Linked DNA regions of Mus musculus: regions 1, 2, 3 and 4 are each linked to region 5. The links are chromatin contacts, called in public Hi-C and HiChIP or PLAC-seq maps. All regions are on one chromosome and are shown on one strand. The core of a region is the stretch at or near the end of the contact, and the rest is flanking DNA. Distances in the headings are between cores, read along the strand shown. Region 1 has its middle 34 kb from the start of Gm31610. Region 2 overlaps Gm31610 (a long non-coding RNA gene). Region 3 has its middle 54 kb from the start of Gm31610. Region 4 has its middle 160 kb from the start of Tbl1xr1. Region 5 overlaps Gm31813 (a long non-coding RNA gene).

The links. A called contact is a pair of places that touch in the nucleus more often than the background predicts. HiChIP or PLAC-seq counts read pairs in DNA pulled down with a chosen protein or histone mark.
Region 1: a contact with region 5 is called in an H3K27ac HiChIP or PLAC-seq map of oligodendrocyte precursor cells, with 6 times the contacts expected there. The contact joins two enhancer-like sites. A contact is called at or near these places in 2 of 484 Hi-C or Micro-C datasets (the HPC-7 cell line and epidermal suprabasal cells), 9 of 115 datasets of contacts at active chromatin or transcription factors (craniofacial prominence, embryonic hindbrain, embryonic midbrain and 6 more) and 1 of 9 other capture datasets (embryonic stem cells).
Region 2: a Hi-C map of uterus shows a contact between it and region 5, with 3 times the contacts expected there. The contact joins two enhancer-like sites. A contact is called at or near these places in 5 of 484 Hi-C or Micro-C datasets (liver and uterus) and 4 of 115 datasets of contacts at active chromatin or transcription factors (embryonic basal ganglia, embryonic stem cells, fibro-adipogenic progenitors and 1 more).
Region 3: a contact with region 5 is called in a Hi-C map of brain, with 2.9 times the contacts expected there. The contact joins two enhancer-like sites. A contact is called at or near these places in 1 of 15 datasets of contacts at CTCF or cohesin (the NIH/3T3 cell line), 6 of 484 Hi-C or Micro-C datasets (brain, cerebellum, embryonic fibroblasts and 2 more), 10 of 115 datasets of contacts at active chromatin or transcription factors (craniofacial prominence, embryonic forebrain, embryonic midbrain and 7 more) and 1 of 9 other capture datasets (embryonic stem cells).
Region 4: an H3K27ac HiChIP or PLAC-seq map of microglia shows a contact between it and region 5, with 8 times the contacts expected there. The contact joins two enhancer-like sites. A contact is called at or near these places in 3 of 115 datasets of contacts at active chromatin or transcription factors (embryonic stem cells and microglia) and 1 of 9 other capture datasets (embryonic stem cells).

What each region holds. Positions count from the first base shown.
Region 1 is chr3:21,521,904-21,526,001 of GRCm38.p6, forward strand. No RefSeq gene overlaps it. Among named protein-coding and RNA genes, the nearest start is that of Gm31610, 34 kb to the left of the region's middle. Within about 2 kb of position 2,683, at least 41 of the 459 cell types and tissues checked have an H3K27ac peak or open chromatin away from gene starts, as enhancers often do. A contact at or near this core is called in fibro-adipogenic progenitors, neural progenitor cells, oligodendrocyte precursor cells and 1 more, where this site is marked.
Region 2 is chr3:21,425,839-21,430,244 of GRCm38.p6, forward strand. The region is part of intron 4 of Gm31610 (a long non-coding RNA gene); the gene reads right to left. Among named protein-coding and RNA genes, the nearest start is that of Gm31610, 62 kb to the right of the region's middle. Within about 2 kb of position 1,968, at least 16 of the 459 cell types and tissues checked have an H3K27ac peak or open chromatin away from gene starts, as enhancers often do. A contact at or near this core is called in uterus, where this site is marked.
Region 3 is chr3:21,541,976-21,546,242 of GRCm38.p6, forward strand. No RefSeq gene overlaps it. Among named protein-coding and RNA genes, the nearest start is that of Gm31610, 54 kb to the left of the region's middle. Within about 2 kb of position 2,671, at least 25 of the 459 cell types and tissues checked have an H3K27ac peak or open chromatin away from gene starts, as enhancers often do. A contact at or near this core is called in brain and craniofacial prominence, where this site is marked.
Region 4 is chr3:22,237,207-22,241,692 of GRCm38.p6, forward strand. No RefSeq gene overlaps it. Among named protein-coding and RNA genes, the nearest start is that of Tbl1xr1, 160 kb to the left of the region's middle. Within about 2 kb of position 2,420, at least 3 of the 459 cell types and tissues checked have an H3K27ac peak or open chromatin away from gene starts, as enhancers often do. A contact at or near this core is called in microglia, where this site is marked.
Region 5 is chr3:21,934,454-21,938,443 of GRCm38.p6, forward strand. All of the region lies in intron 3 of Gm31813 (a long non-coding RNA gene), which reads right to left. Among named protein-coding and RNA genes, the nearest start is that of Gm31813, 28 kb to the right of the region's middle. Within about 2 kb of position 1,583, at least 417 of the 459 cell types and tissues checked have an H3K27ac peak or open chromatin away from gene starts, as enhancers often do. A contact at or near this core is called in brain, craniofacial prominence, fibro-adipogenic progenitors and 5 more, where this site is marked.

The DNA of each region.
Region 1 (4,098 bases), core at 1,433-3,932, 410 kb before region 5:
ACGAAGACTGCATTTCATTTCTTTATTTCTCTTCATAATCTTTTGTGGCTTTCTTCACTCTGTTTTATAAAGTTGACTTGAATAATCATGAAATGTGGTCTGCTAAGCCAGGTCAATGTGTAGCCTGAGGCACTTAAGTAATGTTCTTGAATCCAAGATATGAATTTAATAAATTTAAAAACAGTTGGGTAGTAGGGACCTACAAGAATTATTTCCAAAAGGCAACAAATAGCAATAAGAATTGAATATATAGACTCATCACTATAGTCCTTATCTAACCAAAGTATGTAGAGTGAGAAAAGAATACCTGAAGAAAATCAAAATTTTTGAGCTGTCAATTTATTTTGCATCTTGTTTTGAGACTATTATAAGTTTATGGAATTGCCAGGTCTCATTGAAAATTGCTTTAAATTTGGGTATATTAAACATACAGTTTAAAAACAAAAACTCTTATAAGCCTATGAATTTTTCTGAGCATTTGGCTCAAACTTTCTCTTCTACTGAAGTTTTGTGGGTTGATATCAATTGCCTAGATAATCCCACCTCTACCAGAAGAAGCATAGAGGACAGCCACAGGAGGCAGAAATGTTCCAAAAGTCATAGACAATAACCCAACTTTAGGATAACTGCTTAGAAAGAACTTTCCATATGCTGAGGAAATGGCAAAAAGTACTTGCTGGTCTTCTTTCTAGGAGACTGAAGTTTTATCCCTATTCCTCATGTCAGGCAGGACACAACCACCTGTTACTTCAGATCTGTGGCATCCTATACTCTCTTCTGGCCTACACAGGCACCTATATGTACAACCAATGAATATATTTTAAAATCAAAAAGGAAAAAGGGAAAATTTCTTTCATTTTCAATCAGCTCAGGTTCTTATTCATTGCTGCGTCAGGTTTTATGTGAGGTAAGTGATTATCTTAAAGCTACCCCAAGTAGACATTTTACTCATATTAGCCTCTCATCGGTTGAATTTTACTAAATTTTTATATGACCCCCACCACCACCAACAAGACTTGATTGATCATTGTGGATTTTATCTGCATAAATTTGTGGGGAGCCGCCCTCACATTCGCCGTTGCAAGATGGCGCTGACATCCTGTGTTCTAAGTGGTAAACAAATAATCTGCGCATGTGCCAAGGGTAGTTCTCCACTCCATGTGCTCTGCCTTCCCCGTGAGGACAACTCGGCCGATGGGCTGCAGCCAATCAGGGAGTGACACGTCCTAGGCGGAGGATAATTCTCCTTAAAAGGGACGGGGTTTCGCCATTCTCTCTCTTGCTCTCTCTCTCTCTCTCTCTTGCACTCTTGCACTCTTGCACTCTTGCGCTCTGGCTCCTGAAGATGTAAGCAATAAAGCGTTGCCGCAGAAGATTCCGGTTTGTTGCGTCTTTCCTGGCCGGTCGCGAACACGTGTAAGATAAATTTAAGTCAGCCCCAGAAAATTCTATACATGCCATCTTGTCAAAAACACACACCCAAGGGAAAAACATAAAGCTGGTTGCCATGTGAATTACCTATACTCATTTCTATTGGTATATAATTCTCTAAATTTTTAAATTTTGTGTATGTGCTTATATGTATATATATATATGCACAAGTGTAAAAAGGGTTCCATTCCATTAGTTACAGGTCATTGTGAGCTTCCTAATGTATGTGATGGGAACTGACCTTGATTTCCCTGAAAGAACAGCCAGTACTCTTAATCACTGAGCTGTTTCTCTACCCCCTACATTTGTAGTTCTAAGCAATTTGCAGAGAATGTTTTGTGACTAAAATGAACAAGGTGGAAAGGCTTATTGAGACCCTGCCTCCAGAATCTTGTCAATATCAACAAGCTAAATTCTATCTCTCATTCCTTACCACTCATGATTCTTCCAAGCACAAAATTCTACAGCAGAAAAAAACAGATCTTGAGTTTCAAAGACAGTTAAACTGGATTGAGAATGCAGTGTAGTCATAGCAATGTCAGAAACTCAACATTATGGCTATCTGGATTGAGATTCTTCGTCATCAAGTATGCCTCAAGGATTCAAGGAAATGTGTTTGTGTGTATTCCTGTGTGTTCAACAGATATGTTCATTTTTATGTGAGGATGAGGGCACGTATTTGTGACTACATGTACACTTTTGTGTAGATGCCAGAAGTCAACATCTGATGTCTTTCCTCAGGAACTGTTCACATTGTTTTGTAGACAAAGTCCTATTACTGGGCCACAGCTATCCAAATTGGCTACACTGGCTGGTCAATAAATTAAGTACTCACCTGCTTTGTCGACATTAGGATTACAAGTATGCTGCACCATACCAAGCTTTTTATATGGGATTGTGGGGGACAAGTTCAGAACCCTGTGCTCAAAAGCCAAGCATTTTATCAGCAAAGCTGTCTTCCCAGCCTTTAACCAAGCTTTAATTTCTCAGAATCTCAGTTCAATTCTTGGTCCAGTGGATGTAGCAGGTACTCTCTTGTTTTATTTTGAGGAATCAACTAAGCACAACCCTGAAAGATCCTGACACATGGTAGGCTGCAGTGACTCCTGTTCTAACAAGTATCCAGCTGTATTGCTTGCTACTGGTATTCAGATGTATCTGGCTGCCTGGCAGGGTGGGTCTGCCAGGAGATTGCTTCAGGAACTGAGGAGCCTCCTGGGAAAGAACTCAATGAGACTGTCAGAAAAGCTTGGCCCAGGAAGAAAAGAACTCCATTATCTGGGGGGAAGGCTGGCTTTGATTCTGTGGGGCTTGCCTCCCCCCATCCTGCCTCATTCAGATATTATCATATCAGAGGCCCTGGGAGAAAGGAGACACTGAACACAAAGAGAGCTGTTTTCTCCAAGGGGAAAAAAAAAATCTGACTGGCTGGCTTGTATTTCTTCCACTGCTTTTTGCATACACCATCACTGTGAGAATTCTGGCTGATCTCAGCTGCTGTGGGATTTTTTATTCCCTTCGTTGGTGGGTTTGGCTCACTCAGCCAGACTCAGAGCATCAGCATTTGGCTTCTGTGTTCAAATTCTTTGAATGAAATAAGCACCTGGCTCCCTCTGTCTTCTTTGGATGCAGTCACATTCCATGGACTTCTAGAGGGATTTAGCATTTGTATCAAATGTGAAAGCCCAACTCATCTCTAGAACAACCTTATGCAGCAAGTCTCCATTGCATTAATGAGGACATACCCTTGTTGACCAATATGTCAACTCCAACCACTCCTGACTAAGGAGACAGATTCTCAGAGAGATTCTGGAGAGTGTGGAGCTAATTTGAACTGTTAATCTCAATAAATGAAATGAGGAGAGCCTTACATTTTACAGGCTCCAACATCCAGACGTTTAATCCTCAGAAGTAGATTTTTATTTTTCTCATGCCCCAGATCCCTTGTGGGACCACATTTTATCCCAACCTTGTTCCAGATCTTATGTTTAATAGTATCTTTCAGGATGTAAAATTTGTATTTGCTCTTGAACCCAGTGGCAGCTAGTTCCTCTCCAGGGGTGCTTTGCAGTAGAATTTTTCAATCATCTGCACTGCCCAACATGGCCTCTCTGAGGACCTGAAGGTTTCTGCCAGACATTTGACAAGAAGTTTGTATGGCGAACAAACGTAATTTTACTAAATTGTTTAATTTTAATGAATTTAAATTGTTACTAGTTGCTAAAAACCTGGCATACGTAGATGATCAGTTCTCAGCACAGGAGACTTTGGTCCCTTCAGACACCAATGCATCCATAGTCTAGGCAGGACCCAGGGTAACAGCTCCACAGTTCTATCAACTTTCCATTGGATGAATATGAGTTCCTTATTGAGGAAGTTACAGGCAACAAGTTCAGCAAGAAGCAGTTCAGTGCTATATTTAAATAATTCCCTGGGCAAGGTGCTTTGAGAATTATCTATGAAAACACTAAGCAACAGGATGCCAAAAGATAAGTACACCTTTTATTTTCTGCATAATCTGATCAACTTTCTTAGTCTCCTTAGCAACTCAGGGCCCTGCAGTACATCTTCTAAAATCTGCCCATCCCCTCCACCTTTCCATGCCCTCCTATAAGAAGATTTTATGTGTTGACTTTCTTCTAAATCCTGAAGACAAGGAGTTAACTC
Region 2 (4,406 bases), core at 718-3,217, 510 kb before region 5:
CCTTGCTTTTGTTATTTTCAGAGCATTTCTGAGAAAGCTCATGAAGTCAAGGCAGGTGAGTGTGGATCTAGTTTAACCACCTGTGTCTGTGCGTGGCTTGAGCTATGCGCACGCATGCCCTTCTTAACAAGGCATCTAACAGTCAGGGATCCCCCACCTACATCAAATTGTATAGACATCCTGCTCCAAGCAACATAATAGGTGGCCACCCTTCCTTTATCCAGGGTCCCCTCCTTTATAGTCAAACATATGCTAAAATATGTTGCAAGCAATGTATCAATCCAACCTGCACTGGTTTTGAATATATGTATAGTAAGACAAATTGTTATCTGAGTGGACTTTAGGAAAAATCCACTGTTTACCACTTCATGCCTGTGCATAATTTTGAATACTTATGAATTAAATCAAATGCAACTTGGAGAGGACAAGTATGGCAGAGAAAGTCTCATATAACTCAAGTTTGCCAATCAAAAGCAAAGAACCACCCACATCAGGCCCCTTAAAAACAAATGGTCCCCTATGGGGCACCATAAAAGGAAGCCCTAAACAATAACTAAGGCTCTTGGGCACTCTAGCTCAATGACCTGCTATTTACTTACTCCCTTACATTTTATCCTATTCTACCTCTTTAATTCAAACTTCTTTATACTTTGCTGTCTGAAAACTTTGAGCAAGAAGCTGGAAATGCTGTGCCTCCACCATACACATACCCCCAAATACACACACACACACACACACACACACACACACGCACGCACGCACGCACACGTACTCACACACTTGGAACAAACCAATCAGGATGAGATCATTGTACCCTGTATAAATGGTGTTTGGTGTGGGTCTGCAGTCTGAAGCCTGAACAGCTGAGTGCATACTGCCACACACTCCACTCTAGAAGGCTCGTTATCTTGTTTATCTTGTCCTAGGAAAACCTGACCTCCAGTTTAACCTTTCACACAGATTATGAAACAGCCTTCTATTAAATCCCAACACTCTGGCACAATTTTAAACAAAAAAATACCCTGGTGCAATATGGAGGACAATTTTTTAATTGAGAAACAAAACACATTCTGTCCAGGGCTGTGAAGTTGACTTTCATAACAGGCGGGAGTTGTTCAGATTCTGGCAAAGGCAGTTGTAAATTTTCACTTCCCCACTAATTGTCTTGATAACCCCAGGCTATATCCTAATTACTTTTTGTCTTTGGTTTCCTCACTTTGAAAACAAGGAAAATAATAGTTTTCTTTAAGGTAGTTAGCAGGATTAAGCAGAATTATATCTTTTATAAAACACTTAAAGCAGGACCGAGAAACACAAAACATACATTCAATCAATACAAGTTTCTTTCTCCAAACTCCAGGGGAGAACTGAACAGATGTAGAAAGAAACCTTGGGGTACCCCAGGACTACCAAGACATGGGTGGTCTTCAAATTTCAACAAATAATTAGAAAAACAGGAGTTTTGAATTTCAAAACTAGATGTTTTAGGGATGCTAGGAGAAGAAGCAAACATAACTTCTACTAAGAGATGACCACAGATACAGGAAAAATGGTGTCCACATTTATGGAAGAAGAGATTTAAAAAAAAGGCAGAAGTAACATAAACATTAAATGTGAAGGTAAGGTTCTTCTTTGACAATAAAACAATCCAAATATGTGGCTTTGGTGACAAGTATTCTTAGGAACCTCAAAGCTGTCAACTCCAGGCTTGCAGACGGATGAGCGCAGCGGCACACAGTGAATGAAAACACATGCAGCACACACAGAAAAGGCAGACTGTGGGATCAAAGCCAGAAACTATTCTTGGGTTGTTTTTCTCTTCAAAATAAGCTTTTTTTCCCCCATGATGCTAAATTTAAACAGCTGAATTTCTTTTTGTGAAAACAGTATTCTATTCAACCTTTTCAAAAGACTTGCCATTTAATAAGAAGTGGTCATTTTCTCCCAGGGAGGAAACCCCCTGAGCTACAGCTCTTCCTGGAAGAGGCCTGGCATATGATGAATGCTCATCTCCCCTATCTGAGCGGCTGGAGCCTCTACTACTTAGAGCCGAAAAAAAAAAAAAAAAAAACCAACAATGATGAAATTACTGCACCCAACAAGAATGAAGTATAGGGAATGCTCTCTGATTACAAGCCACACATTTTGTGTATGAGGAAGAAACATAGGAGCCTACTTATCTTCCGTTGTCACCATACCTGGGAAGAGGGCACCTCAAGTTAAACAGTGTCTCCATAAGACTGGCCTGTGGCAATGTCTGTCTGAAAGGCATTTTTTATTGCTAATTGGTGTGGGAGAGCTCAGCCCACTATTGGCAGTTTATCCTTCCACAGGTAAGCTTGGGATAAATTTTAAAAAGTAGCTGAGCAAGCCAGGGAATCAAGCCAGTAAGCAGTGGTTTCTTGTTCAAGATCCTACCATGATTTCCTGCTTGGCTTTCCTGGTTGGTGAACTATGACCCTAAGAGGAAATCATCCCTTTCTGCCCTGACGTGCTTCTAGTCATGGTATTTAATCACAAGGGAAAGAGATAAGGCACACAGGAAGAGCAGAGCTAGAGCTGTTGAAGAAATGGCTGGTGTAATTAAGGCTATTGTTTAGAAGGAATTAGATGCTAAAGGATGAAAGAGTCAGCAGCCAAGTTGGAGCAATGAAACCGTGTGCCATGGGCAATTTCTCAGATTCCTGCTTATGTGAGAAGCTTACCACAGACTAATCAAAGTGTATCCTAAACCCACAATAATCAGAGCACGGAAAGAGATGCGTGCAGAGCTAAAGCATCTGAGGAAGGCGCCACTAAACGACAAGAGTAGCCAGGTAAGCTGGTTTGTGAGTCAAAGGTTAGGCACATTTTCACTCTGGGAGATAACTGCTCCTTACCATATCATTATAACTAGACATGCCTTCCAGAAGAGAGGATGGACTCACATGTTCTCAGATCTAACATAGACAAGTTGACCCTTGTTCCATTCACCCACCACACTGCAAAACTCTGAAAACAGTGTCTCTGAGCCCCTTATATCCAAACTATTACTATGCAGTCAGAAGATAAATTTGCCTACTTCTTCTGGTTTACCTGCTCTACTTGATAGACCATGCCCTGCCCTATCCAGACGACAGTTTCTTAAGAAGACAGATACCCCAGTCTGAAGAAATCAGGCCATTCCTCCTGAATCCTCTAGGAGACAGTTGAGAAGTTGTTCTGTGCTGTGGTTTTACAGCTCCTGACTTATGGTCTTAACAAATACTTAGCTTTTCCAGGCTCTTTGTCTCATCTGCTATGAGGAAGTCAATCTAGGGATGTAAGGCATCCCTCCAGGATCTAGAGAGATGGATCAGTAGTTGAGAGCATGTTTCTCCTCCAGTTGATCGACATTATTGTCCCTGGAGGCACATGGTGTCTTACAATGATCTGGAACTCAGTTTCAGGGAAATCTGACACCTTCTTCAAGCCTTCATAGACACCAGCATACTCAAGGCATATATTCACCATACACATACACATACACATACACATACACATACACATACATAATTTTTTAAGATACTTAACTAACCTCATTCCTGGTCCTCAAAAATTTATAAAAGCCTGATGTTTTCTTTGTTGAAGGAACTTCTCTAAAGATTCTTTTCTGGATCTACCCTGTCATCCTTTGATGGCTCTCTTTCTTACTCTTGCTTCAAGTGTTATGAGGTTCCTCTCCAGGTTTTAAAGGGAAGCCTTCCTTGCTTTTAAGCCTTGCATACCCTAATTTTGACACATTGTTATTCTTTTCTAGACCTCTCCCAACCTCAATGTCTAGTCATGGTTTGGTGGCCCTTTCCTCTAATGATGCTACCAGCATGCATTCTACTACCCCTTTCCCTTTATAGATCTAAATCCACAAGGAAGGAAAAACATGATGACTATAAAATATTCACAAAGTCTAAGTCATAGCATTGCATGTGTTTGATGGCCAGAAGCTGAGTCTGAACTGCCACAATGAGGAATTCATTCCTGGTTTCACCAAATGTGAAACATAGCCCATTATTTTTATCCACCACATAGAAAAGAAAAGAGCATTGCCAATTAAACTGACACAATGTTCTCTGATGAGAAGAAACTATGTATCTATTGGAGGAAAGATGTGGAACTTACTTAGGTATTTATAGTGTAAGTGTTATATATAATTAATTTCTATCTACCATTGCCACCAACCAGAGTGCTTACTATGGCCAAAATGTGTTCATAACCAAACCTTTAGAGTCAAATTTTAAATCCAGAACTATAATAATCATATTTCTCACTGTACAGTTGTTCTGTAGTCTCAATTCCTGGATGCATTTGCTTTTATTTGTTTTTTAAGACAGAGTCTCCAAACAATGACACCATTGCATACACTAGAAAGCGTTTGCTGAAAGGACCCT
Region 3 (4,267 bases), core at 1,421-3,920, 390 kb before region 5:
CTTAACCTGGTAGCAGCAATCCCACTGGAAGCAACAGGGCTGGCTGAATAAGCTGAAGGACACAGGTGTCCTAATTACGCAAACACAACCTAATTAAGATAATGTATAGATGACATCAGCTCTTCGGACACACACACAGATGCTAGGATTTGGTGGATAAGGCTCTCTGATGGAGAAGCCATAGCACCCTTGAAGCTCAGTATATTTTTTATAAGCAGTTGAACAGAAAGGCTAGGTTATTGTGTGTAGCTGAACAAGGAGGGGGTTATTACATACAGACAAATCATAAAGCAGAGTTTAAGGTATACAGCTGGTGGACAGTTTCTGCACAAATTCTCAGCATCTGCACACAGACTAGAGGAAAGCTTTGCCATCCCTCTGGGCCTCACCTTTGGGGTTTCTATTTTCCCACATGTGTGAGTCTTTGGGATCTTTTGTATGGTCATGCCCATGTAAATATTACATTCCTCTGCTCTCCAACTTTGTTCTTGTTTGGGGAGGAGTGTTGTTGTTGCTGTTTTTAATATATTCTGGGTTTTATTAAGATGGGTTCTTATGTAGCCGGGCGGTGGTGGCACATGCCTTTAATCCCAGCACTTGGGAGGCAGAGGCAGGTGGATTTCTGAGTTCGAGGCCAGCCTGGTCTACAAAGTGAGTTCCAGGACAGCCAAGGCTACACAGAGAAACCCTGTCTCAAAAAACAAAACAAAACAAAACAAAACAAAAGATGGGTTCTTATGTAGCCCAGGGTAACCTCAAATGCCTTATGTACTTGAGAGTATTTTTGAACTGCTGACTGACTGTTCTGCCTAAATCTCTCAAGTGCTGAGGTTACAAGTGTACACACTCCGATTATCTCATTCTAAAGGTAGAGCCAGGGCTTTGTGCATTACAGGTGAGCATTCTACCAACAGGGCTATAGCAATAGCCCTTATTTTGTTTTCTTCTTGGTTGTACATAATGTGTCCAATCTATTCCCTTAGGAGCATGCCATATACGGGACCTGATGTCTAGGTGCCACAGTTGTAGCAGAGGACTGAGCATCCAGGCCTGTCTGGATGTGAAATCAGGGTAACACACAAATGCATTCATACAAGTTGGAAGACTCAGCCAGGAACACACAATTTTCAGTACACAGAGATACAATCTTCCTGAGCATGGATGTCTAAATGTGGGGTGTCTGTGTATGTGCTCGTATCCTGACGATTCCTGGGCTCTATCCACTGAGCGCTTTTGCCTGACTACCCTAAGAACATGTCTTCCAAACCTACTGGGTGACACACACACCCCTCCCCCAACCCCCCCCCCAAAAAAAATAAAAATAAAAAACCTTCACAGGCCTCTGAGGCATAGCACACCTTGAGGAAACAAAAGTGGAAGGACTAGCCTTTAGGATCATGAGGGGCCATAACAGGACAATTTACCTAGTCTGAAAAATTCAGTCCTTCTGTGGTTCACCCATTTGCTGGAGAGACAGCAGATTAGGGACTTACTTTAAATGGACAACCACCATTAGCATTCCTGAGAGCTAGCTGCCTTCTTGTCCTTACCTTGATCTGAATACCCAAGAAAAATTTACATTGGCCTTTTGGTCTCCATGGTAACCAGCATAGCATCTTCAAACATCCGTAGAATTGCCAGGCAAAGTCATCATTTTATCTCCATTCATTCTCTAGAAAAAGACAACTGGCTGGGTACCTGAGTGCCTTGGGCACTCTTCATCTGCGCAGTCTTGGGTGGGTGTGAAATCAGAGAGGAAATTAGCGATCCTTGAGTCTCCCAGAGCTCCACTGAAGAACCCTGAATGGACTCTACAGTAAGCCCACCCACACTTGCCTCTTAGCTTCAGGATGAACCACTTCTAGAGCCTCAGTTTCAACATCAGCAAAGTGGGTAGCACCTACTGACTGAAGTAGCAGTGGGATGAAAACAATGAATAGAGATCAAAGCTCCAGAAAGGAAATGGTTCAGCACACCCAGGCTCTCACCCCATCCCTGGCCCACAACCCACTCATACCTTATTACCATCCCTATCCCCACCCCAGTCTCTAACCTGCTTATCCTAGTGACAATCCTAGGTGATCCCATATTCTGTCAAGTGACAACCAACTATAATTGTTACACTCTATTATTATTTTATAGTCTGTATTTTAATCTTTCACATATATATATGACTTGAAGAAGACATGTCCTGGAGCCATTTCTCCCCCAACATTTGAATTATCCTGTAAATTTTTCAAAAATCAAATTCTTCATTTTATTTTTAATAATCGATAAGACAGTTATAATAAAGATTGAAGAACTTAGAAATATACCTTTTAGATTAGAAATACAAAAAGATGCCTATCTGGACTAAGAGACTTTTTTTATAACCTCTGGGCCACATAATATATTTTCTTAACCTAGCTATGTCATTTACAAATTGGAGATAATTTGCTTTAAAAGGTAGCCAATGAGGGCAGCAGAAAAATTCTAGACAAAATGAGGTGCAGGGCAGGCTCTCAAAAGCACATGCCTGCAGTTCAGAGCAGCATATGAAAAGGGGTGAATTTGTTTTCAAAGCTTTCACAGCTCAGTTCTGAAGCAGGTCCAGGCCTTACATGCTGTGACTCATCAGAAGCTGCCTTGAGCAGCTCCATCCCCCAAGTTCGGCTTTTCTCACCTCCTCTTAGACATCCATTCTTTGCTTTGCAAAATGCTATGTTCAGATTACAGGCACACCAGCCAGCTCTGCAGGGAGGTGTAGAAAAACCTGCTAATGATGACTTCCATTTGCAGCTGCAAGGTAACTGCTTCTCTGACACTCAGTGAGAAACCAGATACTATACTGTCTTCATTATCTCCGATGCTGTTTCCTTTTAAAATAAGCACCACACACACACACACACACACACACACACACACGCCCGAGTTTGAGTGCGCACACTCACACATATATCTGGTATATTCCATTTACCATTTATCAGATCCCTTTAATTTAAAAGTAAAAGTCAATGTGAGGTAGTGGCTTACATGTGTAATTCAAACACTTGGGAGGCTGAGCCTGAGGGATCGCCACAAGTTCAATGCCAGCCTGGGGCACTTAGTGAGTTTTAGGCTTATGGTGAAATCTTATCTCAGGAAAACCAAATGAATGAGAGAAAGGCAGCACTGTGTTCGTGCAAATGTAAAGTGTTAGGGGTGGAGAACTGGTAAGCAATGATCTAAGAAGTGGAGTGGCTGTCTTTGAAATGATGACAAGAATGAATTCAATCTCTAAGTAAACACTTCGGGGAATCTAGCTTTGAGCTGCTTCTTTAGGCCTTGAAAGGACCACAAGATCAAGTTCTCAGCACAAAGAAGATTTATTTGTCCCAGAGGAGCAAAGGGCAGGGAATAAGAGTCAAAGACAGAAGATAGAACATGAGAAAGAAGGGGAAGGGAGAGAGAAAAGGGGTATTTGTTCTAGAAGGGGAGGGGGCATAGAGAGGAGACTGACACGGCATATAGGAAATGATGGTTTATAAAGGTATGGGGGTATCCCTGTGTTAGGATAAAGTGTTTAATTTTGATTGAACAGGTTAATTAGGGTGTCCCTAAGGGGGCTTTTGATTGTTGTACTCCATTACTTTGATAGCTGAAACTTGATAGTCATAGAAGAAAGTGACCAAATAAGGGAATCGTCCTTGGTGACTAGCTGTAGGAATGTAATTTCATGGATTTTAGCAAGAAAGAGGGAATGGGGGAAGGGCCAGCTCTGCCAGAGCCGTGTTAGCCATGCTCTGCCTGCTAGAGCCCATTAGGCTGAGTGTATGATACGTGGCTCCCCTTCTCCAAAGAGTTCACAATCAAATTGGAGAGGAAAATTAGACCTGAAATGCTTTTAGTTACTAATGTACCAAAGTGAGACCATACAAGGACAAATTATCAAAACATACTTAGATAGACATATAGGCTGATGGTAGAGAAAGCCAATGTGACACATGGTGACAGGAGAAGGCTTTGCAGCAGCACAGGACCCAGTGTGGCTCTGACTAGGCAGGAAAGGTAGATATCAGACTGCTCAGTAGGGAGAAGCCAGGGTTCCCAAAAAGGCCATCAGGGAGAACACCAGGAAGTTACCAGCCACAGACACTCACAAAGGCCTGATCAGAGCCACTGTGGCTGGGACTGGAACCTCATGCAGATAAACAGAAGATGGGCACAAGAAGCAAGTCCAGTTCTGAGACAGCCGTAGGAGCCTGGTCACCTCGCCACTCACACTGCCATGTCCCAGTCACGGAAAAAC
Region 4 (4,486 bases), core at 1,170-3,669, 300 kb after region 5:
AAGGCCAAGTTGAGGGCCAATCCTGTCCTCTAATAATTGTTACATCAGCTCTAGTATCTATCAATCCTTCAAAGCTTTTTCCATTAAATGTCAATTTAAGGTTAGGTCTCTGATCAGTAATAGATTGAACCCAATTCACACCAGAGGAGTCAAAGCCACCTTGTCCTCTCTCATTCTTAACAAATCTGGATGGTGGTGGATGTAGAGGGATTAAAACAAGTTGAGCAATTCTTTGATTAGTGGGTACAGTTATAACACCATGAGGGGAAGCAGCTATGATTTTAATTTCTCCCTCATAATCATTATTTATAACACCTGGATAAATCTACAGGCCTTTTACAATAGAACTGCTTTGTCCTAAAGGAAATCCACAAGTTTCTACAGGTAGAGGTCCAAAGACTCTGGTAGGTAGAGTTTGGACTCCTATTTCTGGGGTTAATACTGTGTGGGTGATGGAACAGAGGTCCAATCCTGCACCTCCTGGTTTTGCCCTGAAAAGTTCAAAAACTGATCTCTTTGGCTGGGCAGCAGGTTAATGGCCCCATAAGCTGTTTTCTGTGGGTAAGTCGGGGCCTGGGGCTGGCCCCTCCTCTCGTTTCCCTGCAACAGATGGCCCAGAATGCTTGGCTTGAATTTGCACACTTTAGCCCAATGGTTGCCCTTTCTGTACTGGGGACAAATTCCTGGGACACGGCCTGCTTGCCCATTCTCGGCACCTTTGTTCTTAGGACAATAACTTTTAAAATGACCCAAACTTCCACACTTAAAACATGCACTATTCCCTCGTTTCCGCGGGAACATTGCTTGTATGGCAGTCCCTTGCAAAGTGGTGCCGAAAGCCAAACCCTGATTATATGATGGCCCGATCTCTGCACAAAGATGGACATATCCCGCTAAATCTGTTTGTCCTTTGTGCAGCTGGATAGCAGCTCGACACATTGCGTTAGCGTTCTCATAAGCCAATTGCATAATGAAAGGACTCCCCGTGTCAGATTTTCCAAGGATTCTACTAGCTGCTATTAATAGCCTTTCCATAAAGTTCTGGTAAGGCTCATCAGGACCCTGCCGAATGCTGGCTAAACTTCCACCAACATCCCCTCTAAATGGTAACTGTCCCCAAGCAAGGCGGGCAGCCACTGAAATCTGTGCATACACTCCAACGGGAAAACCAATCTGATTAGCCTGGCCTTCATACGGACCTTCTCCCAGAAGCATGTTACTATCCCAAAAGCGGCAGCTTTCTTACTGGCGTCTCGCCATTCAGAATCCCAAAGTAAGAAATCTCCTCCTGACAGGGTAGCCTTACATAGTCTTGCAATCTAGGGGGATTAAGTGTGACTCCACGACCATATCCAGTAACGCTTGTATGAAAGGGGCTGAAGGACTGTATTACACAACAGCTGTTTTAACTCCTTTATCAACTTGAAATCCAAAGTCTGGTAATGTCTGACTCTAGTATCTTGCTGGTCAATTACTTCCACGACAGGAAAGGCTAGCACACCAGATGTATCCTGTCCTCTCCCACAAGCCTGACTCACAGCTCTTCCTAGTGGCGCTTGGTATATTTCAGAAGAGTTACTCCTTCCTCTATCTGACATCCTTTTTAGCTCCCGAAGTTCATTAGTCAATTTCTGCAGCCTAACTCCAAATTCTAATTTGCTTAGTTGCATGTCCCTATGAGTAGCATCTCTCACGGTAGAGGCTATAGATGGAGTGGGAGACTTGCAAGGAGGCCAATCCTCCTCAAAATATTTGGCAGCTCCTCTTTCTGAGTGATCTTCTTTGTCTAAAATTAGCTCATCATCAGAGTCTCTAGATCTATCAAATTTAGAGTTGAGAGGACCCTTTTCTGAGAAGACCCTCTCTGACAGGCGCTCTTCCTGAGATTCATCAAGCTCTGCCTGGGTACTATCTGACCCTTGCTAGATCACCTTTCCAATAGCATCTTTTAAGAGCACCCAGAGGCAAAGGGTGAAATTATCTGCCTGAGTGATTTTCAAGGCTTTTCCAATTTTCTCCCAGGTTCTGATATCTAAAGTTTCTTCTTCCTTGAACCACTGGCAACAAGAATCTATCCTATCTAAAAAAATTTTCTAACAATTGTACTTCAAGCCCTACTCCTCTTGCCTGAAGCAATTTTTGAAAACTGCAGACAATTGCCTGATTCATTTCTGTTTTTTTAAACCCCTTTCTTCTTGCCTGAGACAGCTTTTTAAAAAGCTGCGGACAACCGTCTGATCAGTTCCTAGTTCTGATAATTCGCTGCTGACCTAAGTGAATCCAGTGCTGGGTTATCGCTGATTCTAAACTTAGCCCATATCCTTCCGCACCTCTAGCAACACTTTTAAAAATGAAGTTTTAAACTAGCGCTAGCATGTGTACCTCTTGCTTCGGTGCCCTATACGATCCTTTTCTTTTTCTTCCCGTGGAGCTCAACAGGAAACAGCGTTCCTTCAGCGTCTTCCTGACCTTCCTCAGGTCCGGGTCCGGGTCGGGCGCCAGATTTTTGCTGAGCTGGCCAGCGGCTCACATGGACAGGGTACACCTGAGTGGCAAACCGGAGCTGAAAGAGAGGGGAATTAGGTGGTCGAGAGAGAAAAATGGAGCTAAGTCAGGGTTCCTGATCAAAGCTCAAATGTTTAATGGCAAATGCGCTTATGGGGGGGTGGGGTGGGGGGGGTGGGGCATTCCCGCCAATTCATCCTTGGATCCTGGAACCAGTTGCAGGCGATGACGAGCAGGATAGGGTGTAGTCTCCAGAATAGCTCAGCAGCCTCCCAGCAGGTAGCAGTATCCTGAAGAGGAACAGCCTCCTTAGCTGACCAATAGAGTGATGTAGGGAGGAAGGCTCCACCCTAGGTAATCTCCTTAGTGGCAGCAAGGTCAAGTTCTGGCTCAGCCTGCTTCAAGCTGGGGGGTGGGGGGGGGCGTGTTACAAGATGAACTAGGTGAAAACTGTCTCAGCAAAAGGCTTACATTTTTAACTATATTAGAAGCATCTGTGTCATTCTTTATACTGCTGGCAGGTTCAAGAAAGCCCTGCTGTAGAAGACCAGGTTGAGGATCTCCTACTTAGTGGCAACAGTAAGTAAAAGGAATAGTCACAGCATTTAAGAACTCTGGAACATGGTCAGTGAATAAATCTAAGTACCCATAGAGTAGAACAAGGAACTTAGATCGAAAGGGAAGTTATAGGAAAGTCACTCAGTGAAACTATAGCAGCAAACCTCCAACAGCTGGGAGAAGATAGTAGCATGGGAGAACAAGAGGCATTTAGAACCTTTCCAGAGGACAATGTTTTTCCAGGTACAAAGTACAAAGCAAAGAAATATCATTAAATGTTACAACAACAACAACAACAACAACAACAACAACAACAACATACCATCTCAGAACTGCAAAACCATAAGAATAGCATCAGGCCTTTGAGCAAAAATCCAAAAATATGGAAAGCTGAAAGTAAATGGCTGCTAGCCAAGATACTCAGCAATTGTCTAATAAAAAGTATAGACTTTTTATTAAACGTTGAGGCACAGCAGGCGGTGGTGGCTCATGCCTTTTTTTTTTTCCATGTACTAACACACCTTATTGATATTCTTTTTTTTTTCCATTTTTTATTAGGTATTTAGCTCATTTACATTTCCAATGCTATACCAAAAGTCCCCCATACCCACCCACCCCCACTCCCCTGCCCACCCACTCCCCCTTTTTGGCCCTGGCGTTCCCCTGGACTGGGGCATATAAAGTTTGCGTGTCCAATGGGCCTCTCTTTCCAGTGATGGCCGACTAGGCCATCTTTTGATACATATGCAGCTAGAGTCAAGAGCTCCAGGGTACTGGTTAGTTCATATTGTTGTTCCACCTATAGTATTGCAGACCCCTTTAGCTCCTTGGGTACGTTCTCTAGCTCCTCCATTGGGAGCCCTGTGATCCATCTATTAGCTGACTGTGAGCATCCACTTCTGTGTTTGCTAGGCCCCGGCATAGTCTCACAAGAGACAGCTACATCTGGGTCCTTTCAATAAAATCTTGCTAGTGTATGCAATGGTGTCAGCGTTTGGATGCTGATTATGGGGTGGACCCCTGGATATGGCAGTCTCTACATGGTCCATCCTTTCATCTCAGCTCCAAACTTTGTCTCTGTAACACCTTCCATGGGTGTTTTGTTCCCAATTCTAAGGAGGGGCATAGTGTCCACTCTTCAGTCTTCATTCTTCTTGAGTTTCATGTGTTTAGCAAATTGTATCTTATATCTTGTGTATCCTAGGTTTGGGGCTAATATCCACTTATCAGTGAGTACATATTGTGTGAGTTCCTTTGTGAATGTGTTACCTCACTCAGGATGATGCCCTCCAGGTCCATCCATTTGGCTAGGAATTTCATAAATTAATTCTTTTTAATAGCTGAGTAGTACTCCATTGTGTAGATGTACCATATTTTCTGTATCCATTCCTCTGTTGAGGGGCATCTGGGTTCTTTCCAGCTT
Region 5 (3,990 bases), core at 333-2,832:
ATAGAAACACCCATACACAAAAACAACAAAAAACCTGAGAAACCCCCATCTCAAGCAAAAACTGGGGATCACCTGGTGAAGAAGGACACTTGAGGTTGCCCTGTGACCTTCACATGTTGGGCCTTCAGACACATACACAGGAATATTGTTTGTATGACAGCAACTTTCACAGCAAATTTTAACTTTAAAAAGAAAAAAAATCTTGCTTTCGGCTGGCTAGAGGTTTCAACTAGGCCCCAAAATGAGGGTTCATTTTCTTCCTGACCCCATAAGTTCCACTTTTCTGCACGTCTCACCATTTCAGACACTTCTAGGGAGGGCTATCAGGGGGCCATCTTGGAGATTTTTTTGCCCTGACTCCTAGCTTTGTGCATCCCAGCTGTGGCTGGATTTGAGAAATGGCAGCTTCAGATTGCTCTCTGTCAAAGCATTTAGGGGGAAGTTGCCCTAAGGTTCTGAAAGGACTGGCTGCAGGAAGAGAAACCCTTACTAGTGAGAGGCTGTCTGCTCTGCTTCCTCCAGGGGAAACTTAAGGACTTTAGATCAGGCAGCTCCCTGCCGGGAGCAAGGGGGGGCGGGGGGGGGGGGGTGAGATCAGGCGAAGGAGGGCCAGCCCTTCCCCTTGTCATTCTCCAAATTAGGGCTGGCTGCCATTATTTTTTTTCCAATTAAAAATACTGAAGAGAACTTAAAGGAGACCAGTCCTGTGTCTGTAAATAAATAGCCTGTTTGGCTATTCAGAAAAGGCACCATGTTGCGTGAGTTATTGGATGTATTGTCTTTAATATGTGAATGTGTTCTCTAAAACAAAGTGGCAGCCATCTATACAATTAATTAGTATCAAAGCTCCTTTCATGTACCCTTCACAGCAAGGGGGAGAGAAGTAAACTACTTAAACGAATAAACTTTTAAAAAGAAAGAAAGAAACCTAAATAAATAAATAAACCCCTCACTCTAGGCAAAGTAACCCCCGGAACTTATGATAAAGAGATCTTAATTAACCCCAAATCCATCTACTCTTCTCTGCTCCAGAACCGAAACAGAATGCTAAGGCAATTTACTCGGAGAGCAGTTTTGCACCATAAATCTGGGCCATGTTTTTCTGTGCGTTTGCCCTGCAGTAAGCTTAAAGAGAAACTCAACCACCAAACAGCCTTGGAGGCAAAGCAAAGCCCTAATCACCCGCAATGGTGATTGCATAACACCCGCCTCCCAACCCCCACTCCTAAGCATCAAGAGGCAGGCTTTGGCTTCTGGTTAGAGCACATGCCTTTCTTTTTTTTGCCTGTGTGAGAATCATTGAAAATGCTCTTTAAGGACCAAAAGTCAGGGCACGTGTGTTTTCAGAAGAAATGGAGGTCACTTGAGGGTGACTTCTGAGTACATCCCCCAAGCCAAAATGAATCTGTATCGATATCTAAAGTGCATCTGCTTTTAGAGCAGAAGCCACCATCTGTTCCTAATTGGTGCCCTGGAGGTACTCCCTGTGGAAAAAAAGGGCCTGGCCGCAGCAGCCGCGCCTCCCCGGGGCTGCAGACTCCGCTCGGGGCCTTGCTGGTGCAATCGAGTGCTCCTCTCTTAGATAATGCCAGGTATTCTGGAAAGTAGCCGTGTAATAATACACAAACCCCTGATGATGTCAGCGTGTTATTGACTTTCCAAGTCTGAATGACTGAGCAGAGGAGAGGGGGGGTGGGGCGCCATCCATCCGGCGGCGCAGAGACCAGCCGAGCGAAAATGGGCTCACAGTCCAGCGGGGGAGGGGAGGCGCGGCGGCTGCCTGGCCAGGCTGGATGGATCTCAGCCGCATCAGGATCGCCTTCACCGAGTCAAGAGGGGGCCTGGGCTAGGGAGAGGGGGGTTTCAATGTTATGTTTAGCCAAATATTCCTCTGGCCGATATAACTGCTACCACCACCTACCTCCAAGCGCACACCACGTGGCAGAGCAGATTACAAAGCTAGCAGCAGTCACCAAGGTAGGGGAGGTTGGAAAGGCCTTGCCCCATCCCGCCCCCTACACTCCAACACGCACAAGATACTGTCCTCAATATCTGGAAAGCTCCAGGTCCCTTTTTCCTGTAGAGTTCTCTCTTCAGAGAGCCTCTACGAAACTGCTCCTCAGCTCTGGTGACATTTTGTGGGTCATGTTTTACATGTTTCCTTACAGGTACACAGTGTGGGCTCCTGTTCCCACCTTGCAAACTGACCATCGGGTACTCGGACCATGTTCAAGGCTAGGTTAACAATATTTGCATTGAAAGACCCAGAACCTCCCCTCCCCCGACTTTTGCTACCAACTAGGGTGGGGCCTGTGCCACCCAGCTGGTGTCTCCTTGTCTCTAGAGCCCTGGCTTTTCTTTTAGCACTCTCGCACATCCAGCATACCCAGCTTGGATCCTGGCTGTCCCCTGTCCCAGACCAGAAATCGGCTTCCCCTGCCCCAGGTGTGTGCAAAGGCCACAAGAGTCTTCGCTCTGGAAGGGGAGGGCGGGGCCTGTGCAGAAAGGAAAGCAAACTCGTGCTTTGGAGACAGGGGGTCTATTCAAGGCTTCTGAGCTTGGGCTCAGGGCTCAACCTGTTTGGTGGCCACATCAGTGAAGTTGGGACAGCCACTGTCCTCTCAGCAACTGGGGAGTCATACATCTAGACTTTGCAAAGGTCTCTCTGTCTCCCTTTTTTAAAATGGGCCACTCTTTCTTGGGAACATTGCACTTGTCGGGTCAGAGCCCCTGTCCCTGTTTCTGAAAACAGTGTACAGACCCTTGGATTCCTAAATTCCACCCCCTTCTGATGCTCCAAATCCACGAGGATCCCAAAAGAATCACTTAGTGCAGGGGGTGGAGACCACACTGGGCCTAGTTCACCCCACTCTCCTACCTTGCCCTAAAGGATTAGCCTAGGATCCTAATGCTGACATATTTTAATCCAATCAGAAGCCTTCTTAGGGAACTAGAAACTGGAAGTGTAAAAGACAACTCCCTAGGCAGAAACTGAAAAAAATTAAAAAGTTCAATGTGACCCCATTTCCTGGCCTAATGCAGGAGAGACCAACCAGTATGAAGACAGAGATAGTCAGAGAAGGAAACAAGAACAAAGCCGAGAAGCCAGCAGGTTGTGGGTCACAATTGTGACCTTGCTATAGCCCTCCCTGCCTCATATTCCTTGTGGCAGCCTAGTTTGTTTGTTTGTTTGTTTTTAACACATGAATGTCTCCTTATTGTTTAACTTAATTTATATCTGAGTTATATCTACCCACAACCCTCAAAGCCAAACTGCATTTCTTAATCCACGTTGCCCAAGCTCTCAGAACTAGCTCTTCAGACCTCGTGTGAGCCCCACTGTTTTGAGCTGTGTTCCCAGAGTGTTTGTGCCTCAGCCTTAACTCCCACAACCAGATGCTCAGTAAATCTACTGCAGATTGCAGGGGCCCGGATTGAATGGCAGGAAAGTAGCCCGATAGCTGTTGGAAGCCCAGACTTCGGTAAATGTAAAGGAAGAGTGTTACATATTGCTTCGGACTTCCAGAAGCCCATCTGCCCTGCCCTAGTGGTAATTAGTGCTTATTGGAGTGAATAGAAAAAGAGAGATTATATCTCCCTCTAAATTGCTTTTCATCCGAATCTTGAAGAAAAGGAGTGAGTCGTCAGGCTTCATGACTCCCTGCTGTGGAAGGAGGAAGGCTAAAGCAGTCTAAGGTTACCAGAGTTTATGGGAGGCGCGCAGGCCCACACTGTATCCTAGGATAAAGTTCAGTCAAGGCAGAACTGCCTTGCATTCCCCTAACATTCGCTTCCAAAAGGTTTTTTTCCAACCCATGAGTCACTTCCAAGTCAGAATCAGAGACAAACGCCTGTAACTGTGTGCCAGTGAGTCAGATTTCCACCCTGCCTTATGGACGCTCTTCTAGCTCCAAGAAGACAGGGCAGTCCGCAGCCACCCGGCACAGCATGAAAGGTGTTACAACTGCTGCTTGTTGGAACCAGCTCCCA